Regions from separate parts of the Rattus norvegicus genome. Here region 1 is linked to region 2. Evidence: chromatin contacts called from public HiChIP or PLAC-seq data. All regions are on one chromosome and are shown on one strand. The core of a region is the stretch at or near the end of the contact, and the rest is flanking DNA. Distances in the headings are between cores, read along the strand shown. Region 1 has its middle 16 kb from the start of Tacc3. Region 2 holds the start of Fgfr3 (fibroblast growth factor receptor 3).

The links. HiChIP or PLAC-seq counts read pairs in DNA pulled down with a chosen protein or histone mark.
Region 1: an H3K27ac HiChIP or PLAC-seq map of oligodendrocytes shows a contact between it and region 2, with 5 times the contacts expected there. The contact joins the enhancer-like site here to the promoter of Fgfr3 in region 2. A contact is called at or near these places in 11 of 12 Hi-C or Micro-C datasets (the A7r5 cell line, the Rat2 cell line, Schwann cells and 6 more) and 1 of 1 datasets of contacts at active chromatin or transcription factors (oligodendrocytes).

What each region holds. Positions count from the first base shown.
Region 1 is chr14:81,271,907-81,275,136 of GRCr8, forward strand. No RefSeq gene overlaps it. Among named protein-coding and RNA genes, the nearest start is that of Tacc3, 16 kb to the right of the region's middle. Within about 2 kb of position 1,320, at least 29 of the 93 cell types and tissues checked have an H3K27ac peak or open chromatin away from gene starts, as enhancers often do. A contact at or near this core is called in Schwann cells and prefrontal cortex, where this site is marked.
Region 2 is chr14:81,225,404-81,228,972 of GRCr8, forward strand. Fgfr3 (fibroblast growth factor receptor 3) reads right to left here and starts at 1,806. Exons shown (of 18, transcript NM_053429.2): 1 at 1,628-1,806; 2 at 1,081-1,272. The coding sequence starts at 1,183.

The DNA of each region.
Region 1 (3,230 bases), core at 70-2,569, 46 kb after region 2:
GCCAGAGAAGGATTCAGAAGAGGGAGTTTGGGGTTCAGGTTTCGATGTTAAGGTTCTACTAGTTCAAACACCACTGAAAGCCTTCCAGAGGCTGGAGCTTCACTGGTCAGAATTCTGAGGTGTCAGGAGTGTTTGGGGTTCATCTTGGACTAAGTGCAACACCTGGTCCAGGAGGAGGCATTTCTGGAGTGAGCCAGGGGCTGTAGATGTACCTCCTGAGTGATGATGGTTGGCTTGGAGATCCACTTGAGGGTCCACTTAGCCTACTCTAAAGGGTCTTGTCTGGCCCAGGGAGGCAGCTTGGGCTCTACTCCTTCTTATGTGGCCTTGGAACCTCAGAAGTGAGTGGGCTTCCTTTGGTCCGGCTCAAGATCCCAGGAACTACTAGTCTGGCCAGTGACCACTGGTGAGTTTATTTTACTAGGCCTGTGAAAATAAAGTCATCATGGGCTGGGGAGGGGACTTAAACAGAATAGCAATCCCTGAGACTGGAGGCTAGGTACAGCTCATCCAGTGTCTGGGAAAGCAGTTTCCATGACATGTACTGCCCATGGTCATGTAGGTCAAAAGGAGAGCTCAACTCTCCTTTTTGGGGCATAGGGCACAGTGGTTTGAGCCAAGTTCTCATTTTGTAGCCCCGACTGCTCTGTAACTCACTCTGTAGACCAGGCTGGCCTCAAACTCAAGAGATCCACCTGCCTCTGCCTCCCAAGTACTGAGATTAAAGGTGTGCACCACCATGCCAGGCTAACTCTCTCTTTTTTTTTTTTTAAGTTTTTTTTTTCTTTTCTTTTTTTCGGAGCTGGGGACCGAACCCAGGGCCTTGCACTTGCTAGGCAAGCGCTCTACCACTGAGCTAAATCCCCAACCCCAGGCTAACTCTCTTTGTATCATGTTTTTATTCTCATGACCTTACAGACACTAATTTCTAGGGTCTTACCTCTTCAGACCAACCTGTTGGGGACTTGGGCTTCAGTGTATAAATTTTTAATCTTCACTTAATGTTCAACAGTGAAGTTTAATGCTGTGGTACTGTGTACCTTGATAACCCCTCTCCTTCCAGTTGCCTCAGGGCATTCCCTGTTCTGCCTTGGCAGGAGGCCCATAAGCACCCACTGTCCAATATCAAGGGACACAGGGCTACGGAAGTCTGGCCCTGCTGCTATGTGCCCAGCTAGGGTCATGTTTACTCTTGGAGGACCAGTGCCAGGGCCCCCTTCAGCCCCCAGGATAAATGCCCATTCAGCCATACAAGGCTCCTTTGTCCTGGAGTGGCTCGGCCCAGGCTGCTGCTGGGCGGCCGGTGTCCTCAGCATGGCCCTAGGCCAGACTGGCTACCCTAATGCATCCAGCTGCCTTACAGGACTTTCTCTGGACAGACTCTGCCTTGGCTGGAAGAGGCCCCACCAGGGGATAGGGCAGTTCTGGGAGGGACTGGAGAAGCCAGGCAGAGCCAGTGAGGAGGCCTCTACCTCTGTAGACACTTAAGGCTTTTGGGGACATTAGTGATACCCCATAATGGGGTCAAGTAACAGGAAACTCCTGCAACCATACTGCTGCCTTGCTTGTGTGTAGCTGGCCAGCTCCTGCTGGACCCTTAAACCCAAGTGCGGCCATGGCCTCATCTGGTGACTTTTCCATCCAGTGAGGGTTGTATCTCTGGGCCTCAGCTCCCTTGTGAGCCTGGCTAACACTGCCATGCTCAGCAGTTAACCCCTGGGTGGAAGTGTGCCTGCCCCATCTCTGTGTAGGGGAGTTGTGGCATGGTCCTGTTAAGACAAAGGTCAGGAGGTCCCATGGATCTGTAAGCGCAGGGTAGTGGGAGACTTTGGCTGAGCAGAGAGGTGAAAGGCTCTGGGATATCTGCCCCCAAAAGGCTGATCAACTTATCTCAGTAAAGCCTGGTCTAGTTCTGCTTTAGGAAGACACTGTTCCTCCAAACAGGTTTAACAGGGGCCTCCTGGAAGCCCAGGCTACTGGTCTTGAGTCTGTTCTCCAAAGGCTCCCATTCACCTCCATAACAGCTAACCCAGATTCTTGGCCTCAATCCTACTCTGCACAGTATCATCCTTCATGTCTTGTGGCTCATGATTGGCTTTAACTCCTGGTGGTTACTACCTAAGGACCTCCAGCTGCAGACCAGGTTGTCTCCACAGCAGGTCCTGTGACCACGGGCCTGGTTAAGGGGTGGTTACTTCTGGAGTGGTAGATCCACTGGGCCTCTCTCTGGTTGAGACCCATCCATTCCCTATTGAAACACTGCCTCAGGTTTAGCTGTAGGCCTGTATGCTGTGCTTGAGTCCGTCCAGACATGCAGATCTCCTCAGCCTTCTTGCTGTTTTGGCAGGGCTGACTAGGTCACAGCTGAATTTTGGACAAGCTCTATGGATCTATGGGGCTTCTGGGCCTGTCCAGGATCCTCACCACAGACTGTGTCCCCAGCCCCACTCTTGTACTACAGAATACATGCAGGGTAGCATACAATGGGGTCTTTCTTCTGAGGCACTAGTTCTGATTGTAGTTTGACTTGAGAGGTCTACTCAGCTCAGTTTTATACACTGAGCTTTTATTAAGTGTGTGTCCTGCTGTGGGCATGTCCACAGCTGCCCTTCAGTATCTGCAGGGTGGTAGAAAGCTGGAAACTAGTGGGACCTGTTGCTGCCATCCTGAGACAGCACTTTCTTTTCATGTAGCTCCTTGCTTCGTGGAGTCTCCACTCTAAACCGTGTGCCTTAGCAGCCACAGATGTAGCCACCTCTACATCCTTGTGGTACCCAGTACCCAGGATACAGGCTGCCAGGTCAGCACCAAACTCATCAAGCTCTGGCTACTTAGCTTTTGGTTTTAAGTGAAAACTTGAGTCTGACTTTTGATGTATACAGTTGGAAGGTATCAGGGATTGGGTACCTCTCTCCCAAGCTATGTGGCTGACTAGATGCCTGAAAACTGGATAGTTGAGCACACCATCTCCTATTTTTTCATTCCCTGGTGGGTAGAGATCAGGCTCATAAAAGGCTCCCACAGCCAAGGAGCCAAGATGGCTGAAAGGTCTAGTGGTAATGGCTTTCTTGCTTGCTTCCTTATGTATAGTGTTCTGTCTGCATATATGCCTGTACACCAGAAGAGGGTGCCAAGATCATATCACAGATGGTTTTCAGGACCTCTGGAAGTCTGTGCTCTTAACTGCTGAGCCATCTCTCCAGCCCGTTAATTGCTTTCTTTAGCCTCAG
Region 2 (3,569 bases), core at 556-3,055:
AAGAAAGAAAGAAAGAAAGAAAGAAAGAAAGAAAGAAAGAAAGAAAGGAAAAAAAATGACATTGTTCCAGGAGGCTCCAGCCGCTGGAGAGAGGGGCGCGGGGGCGCGGGAGGGGCACACCGCCATCTGCCTCCTCCCGCTGCGCCCGCCGCACTCGCACCTCCCCGAGAGGCAACGCCGCCATCAATGCGCGGTCTGTGGCCGCCGAGGTACAAAGGAGCGGCTGTTCGGGCCTCAGCTCGGGTGGGGCAACAGCTTACCGAGCGAAAGCCTCCCTTCGCGCGGCCTCCCGCCAGACCGCTGCTCTGCTTTGCCACGCTGCCACCGGGCACAGCCGGGGGCCGCGCGCGTCGCACCTCCGGGCAGCCGCGGGACGCAGAGCGGACCGTGGCTCCTTTTCGTATCCTTGGCCTCCAGCCCCGTTTGAGGGCACTCAGTGTCCCATCGGACTTTGGCGGCCAGAGGACTATCTAGGCGGTGCCAAGATCTTGGGACAACCGCCCCTCATCTCCCAGCGTGCGGCCTGCAGGGCGGTCCGTGCGCGCCCCTGGGAACCGACCCCTCAGGCAGCGTACGGGATAAGAGGGGAGCGGCGGCTCTGAAGCTGTCACCTTGTCATGCGAGACACTGAGAGCTGAGCTTTGGCTGAGATACTACTATCCACTCCGCAATGTCGAGCCTTCCTTTAGCAGAAGCAGAGCAAGAACTATTCCGGGAGGATGGCGGAACCAATAACCAGGCACTTTTCGTCCTCTCAAATCCGAGAAGCAACAATAGGCATCGTGGGAAGTCAGCTTGCGCGCCTTCCCGACGCACCTCGGCCTGGGACCACCGCCACGGCGCACCGCTCCCCGTGACGCCTCGCACTTGGGTGGTGGCTCTCAGCCTACAGACACCCCCATAAACTGCCGCGTCCGAGCTGACAGCTATCTGCAGGCCGGGGAACAAAACCCAGGCGCACTGGCCCCTGTGGTGCTACTCAACCCAATGCCCCTTCCTCACCCAAGGGCTGTTCGCTGATGCCAAAACCCCTAGAGTCCAGGGCCGGTTACCGGAAAAACAGCTTGGGTCCGTCCTTACCTGCCGCTCTCCGACCAACTCGCTGCTCTGGACCGGGAGGCTCGGAAGTAACTCCAGCCACGACCGCCACGCAGAACACTAGCACGCAGGCCGGGACTACCATGGCTCCGGAGCTGGGGCCGTGGCGTCCTCAAGCGATGCGCGCGGGCATGCTGCAACCCCCCACACCCGGCTCCGGCGCCGCTGCGGAGACTACAGGAGAAGAACACTGAGTTACTCCGGAGGGCAGCGGGGAAGCGCGGCCTCGCTCCTGAGCCGGGACCCCGGCAGCCCGGCCCGCCCGCCCGCCGACTCCTAGCTCTCCCGGGCTGCCTGGCGCCGGCCGCCTCCTCCCAGCCGCGGTTCCTCCCTCCTCCTTCCCTCCCTGGTTGCCGCAGAGCCCTCCCAGGACGGCCGCAGTAGCCGCAAACTTTCCAGAGCGGGAAGCCCGAGCCTTGCCTGGCCTCCCCGCACTTACAGACTGCTCCACTTCCACCCCATCGCACCCCCTGACTGCTTCTGAGCCCGCCCGGCCCCTCCGAGCGCCAGCGGAGTCCTTCACACCAACCTGGCGGCCGCCGCTAGAGCCCAGCTCACCACTCGCGGCTCCGGCTTCGGCTCTCGGCCGGCTCTTCCAGGCTCTCCTCTGTCCCAGTGGCCGGCCGCCCACCCCACCGGTGAGTCCCCTCGCCGGAGCGGACCGCACGGCGCCAGCTGCTCCCGCCACCCCCGCTGCCACAGCTCACTGAACTGGGGCTGCCCGGCGCGCAGCAGCGGGGGGGGGGGGGCTGCTCCCGCCACGCCCCGAACACTCCCCTTCCCCGGCGGCCAAGGGGCGGGGGATCCGAAGAGGCGTGGTCAGGCGGGGGCGCCGGGCGGTCCCGGAGGGCGTGGGAGCCCAGCTGGGGCGGAGCGGGCGAGGCCAGGGTCGCACACTCGACCCCTCGAAGCAATGCGGAGCTCAGGACTGTCTACCAGCACGCTTCTCCAATAATGCTGTGCTCAGGGGCTCAGAGGGTTGACCTCGGTGGGGGTCCAGGTGTTAGGGCATCTTCACAGTGAACCGGCACCTGAGCTGAACCCTGGGCAAAGAACGCTAAATGCTTAGATGCAGAGCCCCGACAGTATTCTGGGAAGACAAATACGTGTGAAGAGACCTTTCAGTGAAGGATGGGGCAGAGTTTATGTGATGGAAGACACAGGGATTGCACCCTAGAAAAGGAGGACATGCTGCTGTATTTATCAAACCAACCAGTGGCCCGCATCCTTCTCAGGAATGATAGCCACGCTTCCCCCAAGAACACATAGGTTTGGAAGAAACTTACCCAGCCTCAGAATAACAAGAAGAGCTGAGGATACAAAGTAGGGGAGCCTGCCCTGCCCCAGGGCTGCCTGAACTCTAGCCTAAAGATGCCCTAGCACAGCACACCCATCTTGGGGACACATTCCATCTGGAGAGTGTCACACTGACAGCTGGTCCCTGGAGGATCAGCCTGGTCACCCTATCGTGCTGGCGAGCTATAGGTCCTGCCTGGCAGAACTTCTGTGACAGCAACCAACACCACCCTGTGACTGATGGCCTCTGTATCTACCCTCCCAAAGCAGGGAGCCTTGTCTCATTTTCAAACTCCACAAGGTCTGATGAGGCCTATGGGAGCCAGATACCTGAGGTCTTGGCTCAGTGCTTCTGCCCAGTCTGGCTGTGTGTGACTCGAGGGACTTTACACTGTCAAAAAAAAAAAAAAAAAAAAAAAAAAAAAAAAAAAAAAAGGCAAGTGGGCCATGCAAACACTTCACTGGCTCACTGATCGCTCTTATCTTTCCCAGAGAGCTGAGCAGGGCCCTGCCCCCAGAGCCCTCATGCAATCCCGTGTCCACTCAAGAGCTGGGCAGCTCTACCGACTGTTACTCCTGCTCTAGCCAAGCACCCCTCCCTGCAGACTGGCTAGAATCCAGTCCTGGGTTCCCATGACACCCCCAGGCAGCTGCCCACAGTCCCTCTCCCAGGATGCCACCCCAGGGGGTCATAGCAGACATTCTCCCCTAATCTATTGGCAGATTAGTTATCAGTAAATGAACCAGAATGTGAGCTCTGACCCCTGTGTCCACCCCCTTCGTCTGGAGGATTTACCAGAACCCTCCACACCCTGCAGCAACCGGGAGCTGAGCATCCCTCCAAACGGCAACACTTCTTTTATTTCTGAGATGACCTCCTTGTTAGAAATACCCAGTCAGGAATCTCAGACCAGTGCTGGCTGTTCTCTGAACCCCACGGCCCCACAGACCTTGTTTTCCAATGGGCGACACATGCAGAAAAGAGGACTCCAGACAGGGTACTTCTGCTCCTCTGATCCTCCCCCAAGCCTCTGGCCTGCCGTCGGCCAGCTCTTGCAGACCCCTGCTGAACTGCAGCAGTGTGGGGAATTAGCCTCCTTGGTCAAAAACTAGCTGTGTGGGGCTCACAAAATGCATTCTGGTCTTGAGCCTCCTCAGATTAAAATTAAAATCTG